3 separate regions of the Mus musculus genome follow, and all the other regions are linked to region 2. A link is a contact called in public promoter capture Hi-C data. All regions are on one chromosome and are shown on one strand. Each heading gives the region's core, a stretch centred on a gene start, on an enhancer-like site or on the middle of the called end of the contact. The rest is flanking DNA. Distances are from core to core; before and after follow the strand shown.

What was found. Promoter capture Hi-C pulls out the DNA fragments that hold promoters and counts their contacts. Capture Hi-C pulls out chosen DNA fragments and counts their contacts.
Region 1: a contact with region 2 is called in a promoter capture Hi-C map of pre-B cells, with 5 times the contacts expected there. The contact joins the promoter of Cmpk1 here to the promoter of Dph2 in region 2. A contact is called at or near these places in 1 of 39 promoter capture datasets (pre-B cells) and 1 of 9 other capture datasets (liver).
Region 3: a promoter capture Hi-C map of adipose tissue shows a contact between it and region 2, with 3 times the contacts expected there. The contact joins the promoter of Efcab14 here to the promoter of Dph2 in region 2. A contact is called at or near these places in 3 of 39 promoter capture datasets (liver, neutrophils and pre-B cells) and 2 of 9 other capture datasets (adipose tissue and liver).

What each region holds. Positions count from the first base shown.
Region 1 is chr4:114,985,732-114,989,743 of GRCm38.p6, forward strand. Cmpk1 (cytidine monophosphate (UMP-CMP) kinase 1) reads right to left here and starts at 1,497. Exons shown (of 6, transcript NM_025647.3): 1 at 1,235-1,497. The coding sequence starts at 1,402.
Region 2 is chr4:117,889,745-117,894,091 of GRCm38.p6, forward strand. It overlaps Dph2 (DPH2 homolog), which reads right to left and starts at 2,259. Exons shown (of 6, transcript NM_026344.3): 1 at 1,966-2,259; 2 at 1,571-1,683; 3 at 1,151-1,374; 4 at 274-957; 5 at 11-187. The coding sequence starts at 2,112. It also overlaps a transcript of Ipo13 not described here.
Region 3 is chr4:115,735,776-115,739,628 of GRCm38.p6, forward strand. Efcab14 (EF-hand calcium binding domain 14) reads left to right here and starts at 1,995. Exons shown (of 11, transcript NM_001368627.1): 1 at 1,995-3,065. The coding sequence starts at 2,884.

The sequences.
Region 1 (4,012 bases), core at 247-2,746, 2.9 Mb before region 2:
ATAAACTGAAACCATCCACTTGTCATTTGGCTTTCTAATAGATAAAACAAACAGAAGTAAAAATAAGGAGAAAAATTCTATGTGCTTTGTGATTAAACTGATTTTCCAAAGTTATCTGTAATTCTAGACATAACTGTAAAACACACAACTTTTAGACCACATTACTTTATTTATCTGTGGTTGTTCTTTAGAGAATAGACTATAGGGCAGGAGCTGAATATATGAACGTGGAAAAAAATACAAAGCAAATATAGGCCACGGCTTATAGGAAAAGAAGAAATTATCAAGTTCTGGGTCAAAACCTTTTATCAAGCACTCAATTTAAAGGTGAATGTTGGGTGTTTTTCCCCAACCCTGCCATTTCTTTCTGATTGTCTTGTTTTCCTTTAAAACACTGCCCAAGACAGTCCATTAAGCCTTCCTCACCGCATCATTACAGCTCATAGGGGCTAGAAAAAACAAGACAGTCCATCACTACAGCTAACACGGGCTAGAACCCATACCTGCTTGAGTTTAAAGTCTTTGCCTCTCTCCGTGTACATGCCACCCCTGACCTCAAATACTAAAAGAATGGAACTGGTAAACTTATGTCAAAACTTTAATTGTATTTAGTTATTTGTGTGGGCAAACCCTTGAGCTCTAGAGTGAACATCATAGGACAACTCGCGGGAGTGGGGTTGTGGTTCTCTGTGGGTCTCAGGGATGGAACGTGGTGGTAGGCGCCCTTACCCGTTCAGCCATCTCTGCAGTCCTAAAGCAAACATTATTTAAAAAATGATAAGAGGATTTTATAGTTGGGTGGTGTTTTACTTTCTCGGAGAGCAGAGTTTTTTATTTGCTTAGACAACTGAGGTTCACTGAGAGTGAGTGACTCACTCGCCCAAGGAAAAGGGCGTGAGTTGTCAGCTGGGCCAAAGGTTAGCGCCTGGGCTCTCACAAATCCGGCACTTTAACTACCACAAGATCCGGGTCGGGTTCCTCGAGGCCGGTTAGCCGGAGACTGACAGCCAGAGATGTAGCGAGAAGACCCGGATCCCAGGAGTGGAAGCAAGGGCGCGCGGAAACAAAGCACTCGTAGACTCGACGCCCCTCGGCCCGGGCGCGCGGTGGCCGTCGGGACTCGTAGTCCGCTCCCCACAGCGAGGGGCGCGGCCGCCAACGCGGCTGCTCCCTCCGGCCCCGGCCCGCTCCGCTCAGCCCGGGAGCTCTCCGTCGCCCTCCCGCACGGCCTCACCTCGACAATGCGCGCGCACTGGGTCCCCTTGCCCGCACCGGGCCCGCCCAAAACGAACACGACCAACGGCTTCATGAGGTGGAGAGGGAAGAGCCGCAGTGTGCGGGTCAGCGGCGGGCAGCTCGGGACCAGGACGTGCGGGAGCAGCCGACGACAGCTGCTCAGCATACAACGCGCTTCTGACAGCGGCCGGCGCGGCGGCGCGGGCGGGGCGGCAGGGAGGGGGCGGGCAGAGCGGGCGCCGGGGCCCCGCCGCCAGCTGCCGGCCGCCGTGACAGGAAGGGGCGGGGCCTCCGTGCGCTGCGCCAGCTTCCGCTCGCGGTTCCGGTTCTTCCTAACGTGGCTGGAGACCCAAGGCATTTCAGTTTCAGAACCTGGATTGACGTTTAGGCAGACCAGTGGTTCAATCTCCCGGGTTTCCCTTTCCCAAGAGAAGCGGCCTAACCGAAGAGGCAAGCACAGGAGTCAGTAGGAACAACGGCATTGTTGGGAAGGAAACCAAAGGAAAATGAGAACAGTTTGAGGTTTGCAAAGAAGGCCTCTAAAGAGGTGACCTTGGAACCAAGACTTGAGGACTGAAAAGAGCAGAGACTTGGATGCAGTGACCCGCCAAGAGAGAAGGGCATGTTAGAAGGTTAGGGCTGGATAAGTGGAATGGAAAGTCATTAATGGAGAGTTGAGTCGGTTATGGAAAAGCACTTAGGTTATATTCTAACCGCAGGGAAAGACTTTAAGCTTAGCTCTGTTACCCTGACTCGGGCCATTAGGGAAAACTCTGAAGAGAGAAGAAAAAGAGTGAAAACTGAGCCTGGATGAACACAAACCTTTGAAAATTGGAGTCGGCAGTGGTAGCATTTTCATGGAGTTTTTTATAGTAACAGAACAAAGCTATGAATCATGGCAATTTTTTTTTCAGATAACTTGGTAGAGATGGTTTCTAGCAAAGCTGGTACTGTTATTGGCCCCAGATGCCAAATGATGACGAGAGGGATGAGACAAGCTGATCCAAAGGTAGTGAGTTATCTCAATGGATGGTTCACAATCAGTTACAGATTAAACTTCCTTCCTCCTCACTGCTGCACTTGACTAGAGATAGAGTAAGACAAAGCCCACCTACCTCAGAACTCCCCCAGTGTGCTTTAAATTGGGCCTGCAAGCTCACTTCTCGGTCTTTCTTGGTAATGGGAGACCCCAGCATGCTGAACTTCTGCAAAATAAAACACTCTTTGTATTTACATACTTTTTGAATCCAGGGTGTCATTCTTTGAAAAGTCATGGACCCTTACAATCACATTCTTAGCCTTTGGGTTTGGAAGCTAGGATTCTGTTTGTATGTTACAAATGGACTTACCTAATAGTCACAAGAATGTTAGGTCACATAGAGGTGAACAATAAATGGTTGATTGGGGGCTAAGATAGATAATTTGGCTTTGGACCTACAATATTCCAGCTCCCCAAATAAGAAACCTGAAGTCAAAGGCTGAAGCAGGAAGATGATAGGTTTGAAGCCTGACTGTATTCCCAGCACTTGGGAGGCAAAGGCAGATGGAACTCTGTGAACTCAAGACCACCCTCATCTGGTTTACACTTTTAAGGTCCAGACCAGCCAGAGCTACATAGACTCCCATCTCCAAAACAATAATGAAACCCAAACAGCTCGATACAAAATTATATTTGCAGCAGCTGGTAGGTGGAGGTATGAAAAGAAGTATTTCACAGCCAGCTTCAACTACATAGCAAGTTCCAAGTCAGCTTGGGCTACATGAGACCCTGCTTAAAACAAAAAACAAACAAACAAAAAAATTTCAAAGCCAAAATAGGCCCAAGAATATTTAGCAATAAGAAGCAAGGAGCTTCCAGGTTTGTGTTTTTGTGCATGGAAAAACAGAGCACTTGAGACTTGAAAGAAACAAAACTAGTCCTGACTCTCTGTATTACCAACAGAAAGTAAGTGCCTTGTCTGGGGCATTGCCCCACTTTTGTACAGATATTAAAGCAGAGAGGATGGAGCGTGTACCAAGAGTACACAGGCCTTTCTTTAAGTCTTACTGCTAATTAGTCACTCTGGCCTTAGAAAACTACTAAAAATCCTTGCACTTTAAACTGGGACAAAAGTAAAATGAAAACTTGTCTAAGACCATCAAGAAGGAGTGGATAGTTGGGGGTGATGGTACACACCTTTAAAACCAGCACTCTGGAGGTAGAGGCAGTCGGATCTCTGATCTACAGAGCAGGTTCCAGGGTATCCAGAACTACACACAGAAACCCTATCTTGAAAGGAAAACAAATAAACAGAAAAAGCCCAAATGGACTCAATTCTTAAGATTGCAGGTTTTAGTTTGCTGACCACCTATGACCTAGAACACCTGATGGTAAATTTCAGTCCAAGCTCAGAAGGTTCCAACCCCCCTGCTAGGACACTAGCATATGAGAATAAGGAGAACCAGTCATACTAGGAAGAGGTGGCAGGAATATGAGACAGGCCATTCTAGAGCTAGGCATGGTGAGCATGCCTATAATCCCAGTACTAAGGTAGAGACAGCTTATGTGTGAATCCTAAAGGCTTACAAAATGGCCTTGTGGATAAATGTACTTAGCTGTGCAGGCCTGACGATCTGAATTCATTCCCTGTGGAACCCTTATAGCCCTGGCTGGCCTAGAACTTGCTATGTAGATTAGGCTGATCTCTGCCTGGCTCTGGCTCTGGACAGAGATTGCCCTTTTTTTTTTTTAATTTTTTTTATTACATATTTTCCTCAATTACATTTCCAATGCTAT
Region 2 (4,347 bases), core at 1,009-3,508:
GCATGTTTACCTGCAGGGCTGCTCTCCGCCAGCTCCAGTTGGGGCCTCGGAATTAAGGCCGAACATCTAGTGTCATCTGATGACTTCCAAGGAGGTGGTGGTCGGAGCTCCCCAGAAATGAGTGACACATCTGGGGTATCCCACAACTCTGACTCAGGTGGAGGGAGTGGCACATGGAAGGGAGAACCTGACGTAGAAGGAGAAAAGAAAGCTATCCCGGTTTTTTCAACTCCAACCCCAACTTTCAAACCCAGATGCGGCCTTGCCACTCACCAGGCAACAGCTCTGCATAATGTGTGAGGTGGGGAGCCAGGCCTGGCGGGGGCCAGGCAGGGTTGCAGGCAGCCTCCAATTCACATGGCGTCAATACAGGCCGAAAGAAGCCACCCGAAGGCTGGGGGGCTAGTGCCCCCAGGGGACAGGCTAACAGCACAAAGACGTCCATCTCAGGGAAGTTGGCAAGCTTGGCGGGTGTGGGCTTCCCCACGGCTAACACATAGCTACGTTTTCCAGCAGCTTCCGTCAGTTTCCGCAAGTGTGCCAGTGCCTCACGGTGTCGAGCCACACCTAATGTGCCTGCCAGCAGCCCAACCACACGGGCATCTCTGGCCCTCTCTATGAGATACAGTCTTCGTGCTCTTAGTCTCCCAGCCTTGGCACCCTGGTCTTGTGTCTGTCCTGTATCTGGACAACAGGAAAAGAAGGGCCGCCCTGGTGTCCAACCCAAGAGCAGTCTGCTCAGGTCGGGATCAAGGCTGGAGTCCGAGCTTGCTTGAGAAGCCCCTACATAGAAGGCACCATATTCTTCCAGACGTCTCCCTGGATTCAGGGGGAAGCAGCGCCCAAAACGCTCCAGGGACTCAGGCTGTGAGCTCGGGGATCCCACTGGCAGGGGAAGAGCTGGGCGGGAGATGAGCAGATCTTGGTACTTTGGGAGCAGGAGCATGGCCAAAGGCTCTGAAAGAGGTGCATCAGAGTTGAAGTCTGGCAAAGTAAGAGATGTCTCATCCCCAGATGCCTCAATGTGACCCTAAAGGACAAGCCAGGCCAACTGAGGCCAAGAGCTCTAGGTAAGTGTGCTTAAATAGGAGGAATTAAGGCATGAAGCTGTGGACCCACCCTTCTTTCCCTCACAGGTATAATTTCTCACCTAGGGCATGGGCACAAGCTGGCTCACTCAGCAGTACCACCGGGGCTGTCGGATCTGGGTTCTGGGCTTCAAAGGCCTTTGCACAGAGCTCTAAAGCAACGGGTCGCTGACCAAGGACAAAGGTGATGGGCAGCTGCGAGGCTGGGGGGCTTAAGCAGGCAGGACCGAAGTGCACAAGGGCTTGAGCTCCAGCCTGCTCGGCGCCCAGCACATCCACACAGCAGCTGCAGGGGAGAGAGCATTGGTGAGAGGTGTTCCCTACCTGGAGAGAAGAGTTGTCATCAATGGGAAATGTGGCCAGTGGAGAAAATGGCACCAAGCTAGGAATTCACTGTGACTGAGGGAAGCTGGCATCAGGAGCTTCTCATCGTGCAAACACGGTCACTGGAGGCAGACACTGTGGGCTGGGAAACCCCATACCTGCCATAAGCTGTGTCCCCTAAAATGAACATCTTAGCTCCTGTGACTTCCTCCAGCCGGGCAGCCACCGCTCCCGCATCTCCTAGTAACTGGTCAGGGAACTGCAAAGTCACCTGTAAATACAAGCCACAAGTCAGCGACAACCTCACTCCTCCACCAACAGCCTCTGCAAAAAAACAAAAAACAAACAAAAAAACAAACAAACAAACAAAAAAACCCACTAAACATCCCAAGCCCCTACTTCTAAGGAGGCAGCCAGCCCCACAGAGTTGTGGGTAATCCGTGCGATACGGGCGGATCCCGACCCAAAGTCCCAATCTCCGCAACCCATACCCAGAGGAGAGCCCGCGCCCCGCGCCCCCTTTTCGCGCCCCCTTCTCTGAACCAGACCTCACCCGCTGACAACCTAAATCGCAGACAAATTTCGTAACTCGCTCCAGCTCATACACGCGGTCCAGGTCTTCAGGAGGAGTGAACTGTCCTGGAACGCCCGCCTCCCGTTGCAGGGCTGCCTCCGCAGGGCTGCTGAACGTAGACTCCATTGGGCGCAGCTTGGGTGGGGTGAGATGCAGCTGCACCCTCAAAAGTCCTCGAGGTCACAGCAGCTCTGTTTGTGGATCCGGACCAACCTGTCCTCGGGTCCTAGGATCCAAACCGTACGCTTCCAAATTCCCGGCTCTCCACTACACATGGACCTACGGAGATTACTTCCGGGTTCAAGGACTTCCCACAGAGAACCAATCACTAGCCTCTCACTCAGGACCAATCGGAAGTGCCGCAAAGCCTTGTGGGTGTTGTGGTTCCACTGGCTAAAGCTTCTTCCCGGATACCCTAAGGCCAGCCTGCCGGTGCCCTCTAATTTCTAAGTCACTAATTCAGTGTGAGCAGGCGCTATCTGCTGATCATATTTAAACGCGCGCGCGTGTGCACGTATATACATACAGTGAGAGCAAGGGTCCTTATACAGCTCAGTTCTTCAGGGTTGGCTGCAAGCTCCCTAATCCACCAAGCCATCTTCACAGCCCCCAGAATCTGAAACAGGGTCTTGCTGTGTGACCGAGCTGGATCTCCCAGTACTGCATAATTTCCAACTCAGTGCCCACAGCTTGGGTTTGAATATTTGTGAGCAGGTACTTACTGCCAGACATCGTAAAATGTCTCTATGTCCTTTACTTTGCCTGCTAGAGAATTGTCCCACAACCTGTTGTCCTCACGGTCTGTCAACCAAACACTGACCCTTGCTAAGTTCACCAGTTCATCATTAGAAGCAAGAATTATCCCATATAGATAAGAAAAACAAAACCATGTCTGCTGGTTCTAGAAACTGGGCTTTAGAGCCCGAATTTATTCTCTCGCCCCACCTCCTTGGGACTGAACCTGGGGCCTCGTGCATGGAAAGCAACGACTCTCTGGCTGAGCTACATCCCACATTCTCCCACACGACTTCTTATCATAAGGAGGGATGGGAGAGGAAGACTCTCTTCACGTGATGCCGTAGGGAAAAAGGACTGAAAACATGTGGCGCATCTCTGCATCCTCCAGGAGAGCTGAGAAATCAGGACTGTGGGAATGGGACTAACGGGGCTGGAGAAATGTTTCAGTGGCTAAGAGCACTTGCTGTGCTTGCAGTGGGTTCAGTTACCACCACCCACATGGTGGCTTATAACTATGTGCAACTCCAGTTCTAGGAGGTCCCTTTCCTTTTTTTTTGTTTTGTTTTTTTTTCGAGACAGGGTTTCTCTGTATAGCCCTGGCTATCCTGGAAGTCACTTTGTAGACCAGGCTGGCCTCAAACTCAGAAATCCGCCTGTCTCTGCCTCCCAAGTGCTGGGATTAAAGGCGTGCGCCACTACGCCCAGCTTTTTTTTTTTTTTTTTTTTTTTTTTTGTCCCTTTTCTAATACCTGCAGGCAACTACACTCAGGTGGTGCGCAGATATAAACTCAGCCATACACACATACACATTTTTTTTTAATTGGGACTGAGGAGCGGGATAAATAATGAAGTGGAAGACACTGATGCTACTAGCTGGCTGAGGAAGACACTGGATGGAAAAGAATGAAAGGCAGAATCAGTACAAAAGCTGGGGAAGATCAGAGGATGGGATGCAGTTACCCCATCCAGCAAGTGGATTCAGATGTCATGGATGGGAGTGGGGCGAACTCAGCCCGTTCTTCTGATCTTACTGATGGGTAACCAGAAGGGCAGGGCAGACAGAACTACAGCTGAGAAAATAAAGGAAGAAGTCCGGCTGCCGTGCGCTGTCCGTGGTCCTGACGGACTGATCTGATCTGCCTTAAAGGTGCTAAGAGGGAGAGCTAGGGGTACACAGGCAACGTTAGGTAACCCTTATTCCTCCTTTAAGGGATGAAAGGCCTTCCAGTTCCTCTCACTCCACCTTACTTTCTACAGCCCTCCTGACCACGTGCAAGTGGTGTTCTAAAACACCTTATCAAGGTGCAGGTGGTACACTGGCTGCAGCCCAGCTCTCTGACCCCTTGAAATGTACTCAATATAAATGAACATAAATAAAAATAAAATACCATACCACACATCCATCCTGGAAATCTAATCTCCACACCATTTCTTCCCATACCCCAGGTGGATCCTGAAGGCACATATTCTCAACAGAAATGCAACTTTCTCCACACAGCCATTCTGAACCCATTCTCTACTGAGTACATTAGCTACGATGGGGCCAGCCTTTGTTTGGCTTAGAACCAGGGACCTAGTACTCAGATTAGGTTGCTGATTAAATGTATGCATGAATCTAACAGG
Region 3 (3,853 bases), core at 745-3,244, 2.2 Mb before region 2:
ATATCTAACAGGTGGTTGTAATTAGGTGCTTACCACTGGGTTCCACACTTAAAGGCAAATCAAGACACACACCTGGGCTTTAGGAGGGCTTCCTCAGGCAAAGGCAGTGTGCAGCTGCCACAGTGAGAATATAGGGATTTAAATCACTTTGGTTTCCTTCCAGGTAGCTCAACGCACCATGTTATAAATATCATTGACGTCTGCTGAGTTTCCAGTTTATATTTTAGGCCATCGTTCCTGCCCAGAATTCCCTATGGAAATACCAAGCAGCCTACTGGATTTCGAATTTAGATATCAAATCATCGGCTTCTTGACCTTGTCCCCAAACCTTCCCCCTTCTCGACAAATGGCAAGGCTCTTCTCACAGCACCGTTCCGAACTTCTAGGGTTGTCCATGGCTCCTTTTTTTTTTTTTTTTTAATTTTCTTTCATCTAATCCACCGACAAATATCTTTAACTCTATCTACAAGAAGCATACAGCATACTGGCCATCCCCACTACTGCCACTCCGCTGTCCTCTTCATGTCTATCCAGACCGAAGAAATACTTGGCTCCCTCTCTTTTTGTTGTTTATTTTCCAAACAGTAGTCAGAGTCATCTTTTTTTTAAAAAATTACTTATTTTTAATTTTATGTGCATTGGTGTTCTTCCTGCGTGTATGTCTATATGAGGGCCTTGGAGCTCCTGGAACTGGAGTTACAGACAGTTGTGAGCTGCCATGCAGATGCTAGTAATTGAACCCAGGTCCTCTGGAAGAGCAGTCAGTGCTCTCTTAATCCCTGAGCCATCTCTGCAGCCCCTAGAGTCATCTTCTATAAACTGAAAATTCAGAGTATGTTCCTCAATGGTTTTTCAAACTCCTTCTACAAAACCCTGCAAGGTTTACTTCCTGATGTTTCTGTAACTTCATTTCCTATCACTTTTTTTTTTCCAAACCAGGTCTTTCTGAGCACTCCTTCATGATACCATTTTACTTACTCTCTGGCTTCCTAAGGATCTATGCCCAAAAATCCCTTCATCAAAGACAACAGGCATGCCTCACCCTATCTTATTTGGGTTTCCTTCATAATATGCATCCACTTCTAAAGTGTAATATGTGTGCCTATTGTTGCTTTCATGCTCAAATACAAGCTGGAGCAGATGAGCAGATAAAATAGAGGAAGCCCAATTGAATTTAAATTTCAGATAAACAATGAATTATTTTTCAATATGAAGTTGTCATAGATATTGGAGGGCTCTTATAATTTAAAAAAAAAATAGCTAAACCAGGTGTGAGGATGCATGCCATTAATCCCAGAACTCAGGACCAAGGCAGGCAGATCTTTGCGAGTTCAAGAACAGCCTGGTCTACATAGCTAGCTCTAGGGCAGCCAGGACTACATAGAAAGCCTCTGTCCAACTCCCTCCCCCCTCCCCAAAAATCACTGTTTATCTGGTATTGGAAATTTACTAGTGTTCAGTATTTTATTTGCTAAATCTGGCAACTCTATACAGAAAGGAAAACACATTGGTTATTGTGTTTATGGCAGCATCCCCAGAGCTAGAATAGTCTCGATATTTCACCACCAGTAAATATTTATTGGATGGATGGGTGGGTGGGTGGATAGATGGATAGATGGGTGGAGGGATGGATGGAAGGACGGATGAATTATTCAACTGGGCCATTAAAACAATGAGCCTAAAGAACCTAAGAGTAAGAGGGATGGAGTCTTTCAAGAACTTTTCAGAAGGTGGAGCCTCGGGTGCCAGTCCCCGCCCCTGCTTCTCAGCAAGCAAAACTCTGCCTCCGCTGTAAGTTGATGCGGTCAGCCGCGGTCCGACAGGGGCGGGGCCTACTAACTGTGGCTCCAGACCCAGCACGAGCCAGAGCCGCGGCCCCTTTAACGTTCCACCTCCCCAGCACCACACGCGCCCTCCTGCGTGACGTCACCAAGGGGCGCCCAATGGGGGCGCGGCTTACTGGCAAGCCTTGCCCGGGGCCGCTGCCAAAGGGGAAGTGAGCTAAGACTGGAGCTATGGCCCGGGTCTGGAGCCTGCGGCGGCCGCCACCGCCAGCACATCCAGAGAAGTCGCGACCGAAGCAGGGGCCGGAGACGCGGCTGGACTGGCCGCGGCGCGTGTGAGTTGCGGAAGTCGCTGGTGGCGGAACACTTCAGGCTGGCGGAGCGGTGGTCACCCCTCATCACTGCGCCCCCTCCAGGCCCTAGCAGCAGGGCTCCCGCTCCTCTCGCGCGGGTCTCTACAAACTCAGGACAGAAGCCACGGGAAGGTGATCATCCCGAATCCTGGTGGGCGTCCCGGCCTGGGAGTTTTCTAGGCGCCCAGGCAGTGTTGGCGCTCTCCTGTCACCACCTCTCCAGTTAAGGATCAGCGAGTTCCCACTGCCTGCTCTGCAAAGTCTCCTCTCCTCCCATTCAAAAACAAGTTTATTTTCCTTCTGCATTGGGAATCTTGTCCCAGAGATCTAAAGTACCTTAGTTTTGTGTATCTTTCTCCCGCTTTCTGGAGCACTCCTAGAAATATTGGTTGCCTACACGACTTAGAATCTCGTGCTTGACTTAGCGGGTTGTTTTGTTTCGTTTTCCTTTTGACAGGTAATAGTTGTTTCAGAAATTTATCCATTTAGATCTCCAGTTCCTTGGCCATCTCTATGTAACTTCCCCCACCCCCCATCCCCCATCCACCTGAGTCCAATTTTCTCTGGGCTCTATTCTCCAGCCCTCAGTAGATCTGGTCAGTCCCACCTCTGGGTGGGAGTGATCAGGGGGCTCAGGCCCAGGATTTCCAACCCTGGAAGGCAGCTCCAAGTCAGCGAGAGAGTTGGGTGTTGGCTACGAACCTGGCAGCTCAGGAGTGGGCCCGCCACTCACCCCCCACAAAAAGATGAAAAAGCGCAAAGAGCTCAATGCGTTGATCGGCCTGGCTGGTGACCATCGGAGAAAGAAGACCAAGCAAGGCTCAGGCAGCCACCGCCTGCTTCGCACTGAGCCTCCTGACTCAGACTCAGAGTCCAGCACAGACGAAGAGGAATTTGGAGCAATTGGAAATCGCTCTCGTTTTGTCAAGTGAGTGTAGCAGTGGGGAGGGCTGAAATGGGCAAAAGGCATCTTGCACTACTACCAGCCGGGCAAATGGATGAGAAGGAGAGGGGAGTCCCTTGGAAGAAAAAGGGAAGTAGGCCTTGGAAAACAGGGAGAAAGGATGTTGGACAGGGCAAGTTCTAACTCTTAATAAAGAGTAAGCAGTCACTCTAATGTCTAACAAGAGCTTCAAATCTAGGGTGGAAGTGTGGACTTGGGGAATGGGCTCATAGCCCAAGAAGGAATTAAAAAGGTTACTCATGGAGACAGAGGAGCAGAGAGGCTCTTGGGGCTAGGCATTTTTAAAAAGTAGGTCAAGGGACCTTAAGACCAATACTCGTTTTGTGTTTCTTAACCAGCTTAGATATTGGTGATAGGAGAATATGGTGAAGGGCTTACTGTTGAAAGTGTGAACCTTCGATAAATAATATGGGGGTGGGGGGAGCAGTCTTTTTTACCAAACCAGTTTCAGGTAGAGCAACCACTAAACAAATGAGCTTTGAGGATTGGGGGATTAAGAGGTCAGTTTGTGAGGCAACTGAAGGAAACCTCAGCCATTTGGACCTGTCAGAGAGCAAACTAAAAGCAAAGGGAGTCCGTTGGGGTGTAGAGACCAGAGTTAGGCAAAGGGCTTGGGTCCTAAAAGATTTGTGATCTTTTAGCGGGCTCAGAATCTGTGTGCTTTTGTTAAGACTGGTTAGTTAAGGACTTTTCCAAGTTTGTGTTGTGAAGGTCATCTGATGAAGTGTGAGTCTCGAAAGTTGCCCTGCTGC